2 separate regions of the Zea mays genome follow, and region 1 is linked to region 2. Evidence: chromatin contacts called from public Hi-C data. All regions are on one chromosome and are shown on one strand. The core of a region is the stretch at or near the end of the contact, and the rest is flanking DNA. Distances in the headings are between cores, read along the strand shown.

Region 1 (3,583 bases), core at 507-3,006, 150 kb before region 2:
AGGGGGATTGGAAGGGATTGGAGAGGATTTTGACTTGTAGGGGATTTAATCCCCCTCAATCCCTGTGGATGAGCACAAAACGAACAGGGCCTAAGTTGGTGGAGAAGCACTGTTAGGGCAGTTCCTAAGGAGCATCAAAAAGGTCTCAATTCCATAATTATTTTGGTTACTTGGAAAATTTGGAAGCACCGAAATGTTGTCTTTGAGGAGAGAAGGCCATTTGTTCCTGCTGTTATTCAAGAAGCTGTTTATGAAGGTGCCATTTGGTATAGGGGAGGTGCCGGTGCCCTTCAACAGCCTCTGGCACACGCGAGTTCAACCTTAAAAATGAGTTGTGGTGTTAGTGGTTAGGTGATTAGGTCATAGATGATGGTTGTGTAGCCGCATATAGGGTCTGTTGGTTTGGTGGCCTTAAGCACATCATATATTCTCATGTCATAGCCAACCGTGGTACCTGGGGCTCACCTTTTGGTAGCCTTTTTTCTTTTTTTAATGAACAGCAACAATATAGAAATTAGAAACAGGTTTCACCCTCATAAGATGGTTTGAGTTCATGCCATAGCCACATCTCAAAAACTCAAAACTTGGGTAGTTGTAACAAAAGCCTAGAGACATAACATAAGACAAGATAGTCTTTGACAGCACAAGTGAAATTTGCTAATGGCTGGGTGAGGGGGTCTCCTCAGTCGAACAGGCTGAAGCCCATGTCGTCATCAGACTCCTCCTTGGCCTCTTCCTTCTTCTCCTCGACAGCCGGGGCAGCAGCAGCCGCAGCACCACCAGCAGGTGCGGCAGCAGCAACTGGAGCAGCTCCGCCACCTACAAAACCATTTCAACACACCAAAACGATTAGTCCTTCTAGCATATAACTAGAGGTTCTTATATCAAAGCAAAGGGTGACAAATTCAACACAATCCACCATCCAATTCAAGTATAAACATGCACTGTTACAATCTTCAGTGCAGCTAAGGTTGGCACAAATTAAAGGTCCCATACTCCTGCATTCTGAAAATACCCAGGGCATTGTCTTGCATTTCAGTAATGCAATGAAGATTCAAACATATGCGCCATGTACAGTGTCAAATTAAACATTGAAACCCTAAGGTCCAATTCAGGTAAAGAGACAGATACTTGCTTCTCAGTTTATTGTAAGTATATAAATACACACTATCGTCCAATTGAGCCTACTGTCGAATCAAAGGTTCAATTACAGTGAATATGACGACTTATAATCATTCAAGTTGAATTTCTAGAACTGACAATGTCACATGGTTGGGTGATAAAAACTGTTTCAATACGTCTCGAACAAGTTTAAGATCAATAAAAGACAAGCAACATAACGAAATAAGCTAAATCTACAACGTCGCCACCACGAACTACCCACACATTGCAAACCCCGGGCATAATATCTTGAGGGGCAAAGGGGGGATGCATACCAGATCCAACGGAGAGGATGAGGTCCTCGACGTTGCGCTTCTCCAGGAGCTTGGCGAAGAGGGCCGGCCAGTAGGACTCGACCTTGATGTTGGCCGCCTTCACGATCGTGGCGATCTTCTCGGCCTGCCAAGAAGAGGAACAATCACGCATCTCCTCACCCGCTCAAAAAGAATAAGCGGGGAGATTTAAAAGAGCCGGCGGCGAGGGAGAAGGACGCACGGTGATGGCGATGCCATCGTCGCTGAGGATGAGAGCGGCGTAGGTGCAGGCAAGCTCGCCGGAGGCCATGGGTTCGTGCGGCTTCCACTCACCGGACGACGGATCTGCGGTATCTGCGAAGAGAGAACAACAAAGGGAGAGAAGTTAGTCTCCGAAGCGGCGGCGGGAAGAGACTGAGGCGACGGACGGCACATACCAGATTGAGAGAGGCGGTGAGGCGGCAGGGTGGATTCTAGGGTTCGGGCGGAGGCGGCGTGGGTGTGGTTATATAGGGGCTGGAATTGTTAGGGTTTTCGCGAGGCAGAAGCTTGGGCTGGCCTGGGCCTTATCGTGGGCTTTGTTCATTGCGTCGTCATCGCTCTTTGGTTTCTATATTTAGTCTCATCATTTTATTCCATTTTAGTGTATAAATTGTCAAATATAGAAACTAAAATAGAGTTTTGGTTTCTATATTTAACAATTTTGTAACTTAAATGGAATAAAATGTAGAGACTAAATATTAGTCACTAGAAACCAAACACCCCCTAAGAAGACATACAAGTCTCACTGGGTTAGGTAAAGACCAGACCATTCATCTTTTTTTGTTATTCCCTTTCAGGCCTTTCTGCTGTTTCGATTTGATTATGGCAAAGCCGCACTTCAAGATGGACACGTCTATGTCCAAAACTGCTTGATCAAGAGAAATATACAACCATTTTGAAACCTACAGGTTTTAGGATGAATTGGTGGTCCAAACAACAAGCACAGTGATGGACGCAGGACAAATTTTTAGGTGGTACGATATTGTAGACTAGACTATTAGATAAAAATAGTTTTATAATAATAATATGAAGGTTAAGTGATAATATCAGGAGTGAGCTAGAGAGGGGGAAGGAGCGGGGTAGCGAGGACAGGTGCTAGGGCAACGTATCTTATGCATATGGACATGGATGTGCACATATGCACGTCTTGAATCCTGACGCCTGGATGTGAGGGGCCATGACCGGCGACCGAGTGCGCTTGCGTTGCGGCAACCAGGTCCTCCCTCAAAATTTGGAGAAGGTTCTAGGAACATCTCGTGCAATTGTCCAGGGAAGAAGGAAAGCATGGGTTTTTTGCAACAAACAATTCACATCACACGAATGATGCAGGGGTTTAAGTGCTTAGTTGGCGGTGACCATAGAATCGTGGTTGAAGGAACATAATTGAAGACTAGTCAAGTGCTCGTACGTTATAACGACAAACAAAATATTCGACAAAATATTAATACATAACGATTACATAAAAACAAATACTACATATTATCGATCTCAATCTTGTAAATTCTCCGGCAACAACCAATACAGAATTTCAGGGGAGGTCGTGGGGAGGACGCAGGGAGATGGCGTGGGGATGGAGGTTGGGGACAAAGATGGTGTGGGAAGGGAGGCGGGACAAAGAAGTACGTAGGGCAGCGAGTTGATTCAATAGAATTTCATGGAGTATTTGTAAAAGTAATTCATATTATTGGCAGCTTTGGTTATATCAACAACTAACCAATCACGATGATATATATTTCCCTTGAGACTGATTCTAAAGGTGCATCATAAAAGCACATTACTGCTTTTGTTTATCTGAATATTTTAGTAATCTAAATTGATGAATGTATTTGTAGCAAATACATGTTAGCGACATGACATATTTGTGGTTCACATAGGAGCAGAAGATAACCTCAACCAAAATGCCATGTGTTTCTATTTCTAACCAGCAGGAGCTTTGTACATCACAAAAAATATTGCATAAATGAATTTCTATCAAGATGATAAGGAGCATCATAAGTCTCTGCAACAAATAGCATCGTGTGTTAAATTCACCACTTACTGTAACTTTTATGTCGAAGAAGTAATTGAGAATAGCATCAAGCAGACAATTGTAGTAAAAAAATCGATGCTCCTTCCAAAACTTGAAG
Region 2 (3,932 bases), core at 981-3,480:
ACATATATTGTCTAAGTGCTAGAAACAGAGAAAAGAAGAGAAGAAATACAAAAGACTTGGCTGAGTACAACCAAAGTCCAGCTCGGTCTGGCACACCGGACTGTCCGGTGGTGCACCGGACAGTGTCCGGTGCGCCAGGCTGGACTCCAGTGAACAGGCCGCTCTTGGGAGAATTTGGCGGCGTACGACTATAATTCACCGGACTGTCCGGTGGTGCACCGGACTGTCCGGTGAGCCAACGGCCGCCAGTGCAACGGTCGGCCGCGCAATCCGCGGGCGACGCGTGGCCCGCGCCAACGGTCGGCAGGGTGCACCGGACTGTCCGGTGCACCAACTGACATGGCGCTGCAACGGTCATCTGCGCCAAAATAGGAAGGAGATCCGCACCGGACTGTCTACAGTGACTGTCCGGTGGTGCACCGGGCTGTCCGGTGCACCACCCGACAGAAGGCAACTTTGGCCTTCCTTGTTGGCCTCCAACGGCTCCTAGCTGCCTTAGGGCTATAAAAGGGACCCTTAGGCGCATGGAGGAGACACCCAAGCATTCACTAAGCATTCTAAGTCTCCCACACTCCATCTCTGCGCACTTGATCGATTATGTTAGTGATTTGAGCTCCGTTCTAGTTGTGAACTCTTTGTGCTTCATTTTGAGCTCAAGTCTTAGCTTGTGTGCGTGTGTGTGCTGCGGCTTTATGTGTGTTGCTCCCAACCTTACTCTTGTGCTTTCATTGAGATCTTTGTTGTAAGGGCGAGAGACTCCAACTTGTGGAGATTCCTCGCAAACGGGAAAAAGAGATAAAAAAGAAAAGCGGTGGTATTCAAGTTGATCATTGAATCACTTGAAAGGGGTTGAGTGCAACTCTCATCCATTGGAACGCCACAACGTGAAAGTAGGCAAGTACTACTTGGCCGAACCACGGGATAAAAATCACGTGTCTCTTGTGTGCTTTCTATTTGATTATCTGTGTTCACAAGAACTAACTTCAAGCTACTTAACCGTTCTAACTTTCATAATCAAGTTTTGTAGCTATTAGTTTTTGATTTTTACAGGATCACCTATTCACCCTCCTCTAGGTGCTCTCAATGCCACATTGACATTGCTAAGGAAGGATTCCATCGACAGCATAACTGCCCGCAGGCACATACTAGGAAGCAAAGTAGTAGTGCTACGTGTGGGACCCTGATAAGACGACGAGTTGACAAGGAGACAAGGTGGTGCTTGCAGTGGGCGGGTTAGGTCACTCACTAAACGACCACTCGATGATTGAAGGAGTGAGTAAGCCGCGAGTGAGCTAGTGCTAGTGGATGGAATCAAACGAGTCAAGTGGGAGTGAACTGAGCAGTGGAGTGTGGAGAAAAAGTTAGATCAAAACATGCTTTTCGTTAGATTTAGTTCCTGTTTATTTTAATTTAGGTATAAGAGGTTATAAAGCTGAGGTGTGGCCATAACCCATCGCTTGTGTCCGTCCTGAGCTCATACCAAAGTTTGGTTGACCTCTTTCAGAGACTATGTGAGACAACCATCATCTTCCAATACACAGAATGACAGTAAACATGGAATGTGACATAAGCTAAACTTGAGCGAGGAGAACCAAACACCTCCTTCGTGACTTCTGTATGCGATCTTGGATTTGAACCACCGATGGGACCTACCAAGCTATAAGCCTATAACCTTTGTTGGATTGACAATATATTCCATGATTGATCCTCAGAGGAAGGCCATTACGTTTACATTTAGCTGCCAGGCATATAGATGTACGAAGATAAAGCCGTTCTTTCTGCTATTTCAGCACTACTACTTGCTCTTCTGTATTCGTAGGCAGGGTTCAGCGCAGCAACCGAAAGCAGAAACCTGCCACTGCCTCGGCGATCCTTTGGGTCCGGGGAACACGACGCGGGAGAGCGTCATCTGGCTTTTGGGCCGCCGGGATGAAGGCGTGCGGGCCAGGCCAGGCCAACCAGCCAACAAACTGTGCCGATGGATAGAAAGGAATGGAGCCCGTCAGACTACTAGACTTGGCCGAAGCAGAACGCAACAACCTTCCTCGTCGTCTTTTTATTTCGTGCAAAGACCCTTGTGGTATCTCGTTTTCGCAACGGACGCCCCGCTGCGCTGCGTTTTCTGATACACCACACCGCACCACTTTTTTTTTTTTTCGGAAGGCGTTGTGCGACATGGAGGAGAGGGGCTTTTGGCTAAAGAGCCAGCAGGGCGCCGGGGGCGGCCGGCGAAGCAGCAGAAGGGAACAGGCGCACCACGGGACTGGGAGAGAGAGAGAGAGAGAGAGAGAGAAAGAAAAAAAAAGCAGCAGGCACCAGTGCATCGCCACCGTACCGGAGGGGGCAGCGCCCAAAAAAGGCAAACGGGAGGGTGGGCGAGCCTGCTCTTCCTGTCTGGGAGAGAGACCGAAGAAGAGGAGAGAGAGGCGCAGCGCAGCGCAGCGCAGGCGCGCATCTCCCCCCTCCCCTTGCCGGCTGGCCCCTGCTGCAGCTCTGCTCCGGTCGGCTCTGCCCCCCCGCTCTGCTGACTGCTCTGCCGCTGCTGCTGTCGCAGGCGCGCCACCAACCCGCCGATGCGCGCGTAGCGGCGTAGGTACCATCATCATCCATCCCCGCGACGACCCACCACCCACCCCTGCAGTCTGCAGCATCCCCTTCCCCACTCCCGGCTGGTCTGCTGCGGCCACCCCTGCGCCGATCCACCTCCGCTGCTTCCTGCCTCAATATATTCGCCCGCCTCGTCGCGTCCGACCCCGCCACAGAAGGCCTTCCAGAACCCTCCGACCCCTCACCTCCGCCCCGCTCCACTCTCCTCCTCCTCCCGGGCCGGCCGACTCCGATGGCCGTCGTCGAGGCCGCCGCCGCCGACCACGCCGCGCCGCCGCTCCAGGAGGAGGCACCGGGCGCGGGCGCGGGCGCTGGCGCCGACGCCGGGGAGCGCGAGATGCGGGATCTGGAGGACCTGCTCTCCAAGCTCAACCCCATGGCCGAGGAGTTCGTCCCGCCGTCCCTCGCCTCCCCCGCCGCCCTCACGCCCGCGCCGCTCTCCCCCGCCGCCTACGGCTTCTACCCGGCCGGCGCCGGCTTCGCGGTCGCCTCGCCGGGCCACGGCGGCGTCGTCGGCTTCCCGGCCGTCGCGGACGCCCACGCCGCACGAGGCAGGGTACGGACGCTCCTTCAGATTTTGGCCTGCCCCCCTCCCCCCTGCGGTCCTGCTCGCGTCGGTTCCGTTTCCGATGTCTCCCAGCTGATGATCCGCTCCGCTGCAGAAGAAGGGCGGAGCCGGAGGAGGGTTCAGCGGCCACGGTCACCCCGCCAGGAGGCGGACCAACAGCCGCACCAGCATGGCGCAGCGCGACGAGATCATCCGCCGCACCGTCTACGTCTCCGACATCGATCACCAGGTCCCCGATCCATTTCCTCCTCCCCCCCCGTGTCGTGTCGTGTCTAGTCTAGTCGAGCCAGTTGGGAATTTTCCCTCTCCCGCTAGCAGCCTACCTACCGATACCGATCGATTGACCGATCTCTGATGCCAATTTGTTATTTTCTTTCTCGTCGCACTAGCCGTGACGATTAATTCCGGGTTCTGTCCGTGCGTGCTCCTGGGCAACAGGATGAGATCACGAGAGCGGATGATGTTTTGTCATGAGCGTGATGGCTCGGGGAGCACAGGTTGGGGTGTGGCATACGCCACCACGCACGCAGTAGGCAGTACTAGAGGCATGGGCGTTGCCGCCCCCCGAGTATGAGCCATCCTTTTTGGCCGCTGCTTTGGTAGATTTTGATGCCACTTTGTGCTAGTTTATCTTGCTGCTGCTTGGCTATTTGTTCCGTGCGGAATCTGGAAAGCTGTGTGCTCTGTTCTGTTTTGCCTTTTGTGTGCTTGGCTGCCTGTGCTGCAGCGAGCCTTTAGTATTGTTCTTCTCTGGTGA

Evidence for each region. Hi-C and Micro-C count contacts between places; a contact is called where the count stands out from the background.
Region 1: a contact with region 2 is called in a Hi-C map of ear, with 5 times the contacts expected there. The contact joins the promoter of LOC542719 here to the promoter of LOC100283708 in region 2. A contact is called at or near these places in 8 of 25 Hi-C or Micro-C datasets (bundle sheath, ear, endosperm and 3 more) and 1 of 3 datasets of contacts at active chromatin or transcription factors (leaf).

The regions. Positions count from the first base shown.
Region 1 is chr6:9,879,353-9,882,935 of Zm-B73-REFERENCE-NAM-5.0, reverse strand. LOC542719 (acidic ribosomal protein P1a) reads right to left here and starts at 1,756. Exons shown (of 3, transcript NM_001112231.1): 1 at 1,657-1,756; 2 at 1,437-1,560; 3 at 471-819. The coding sequence starts at 1,725. The coding sequence ends at 683.
Region 2 is chr6:9,730,078-9,734,009 of Zm-B73-REFERENCE-NAM-5.0, reverse strand. LOC100283708 (CID11) reads left to right here and starts at 2,230. Exons shown (of 10, transcript NM_001156607.2): 1 at 2,230-3,163; 2 at 3,270-3,404. The coding sequence starts at 2,840.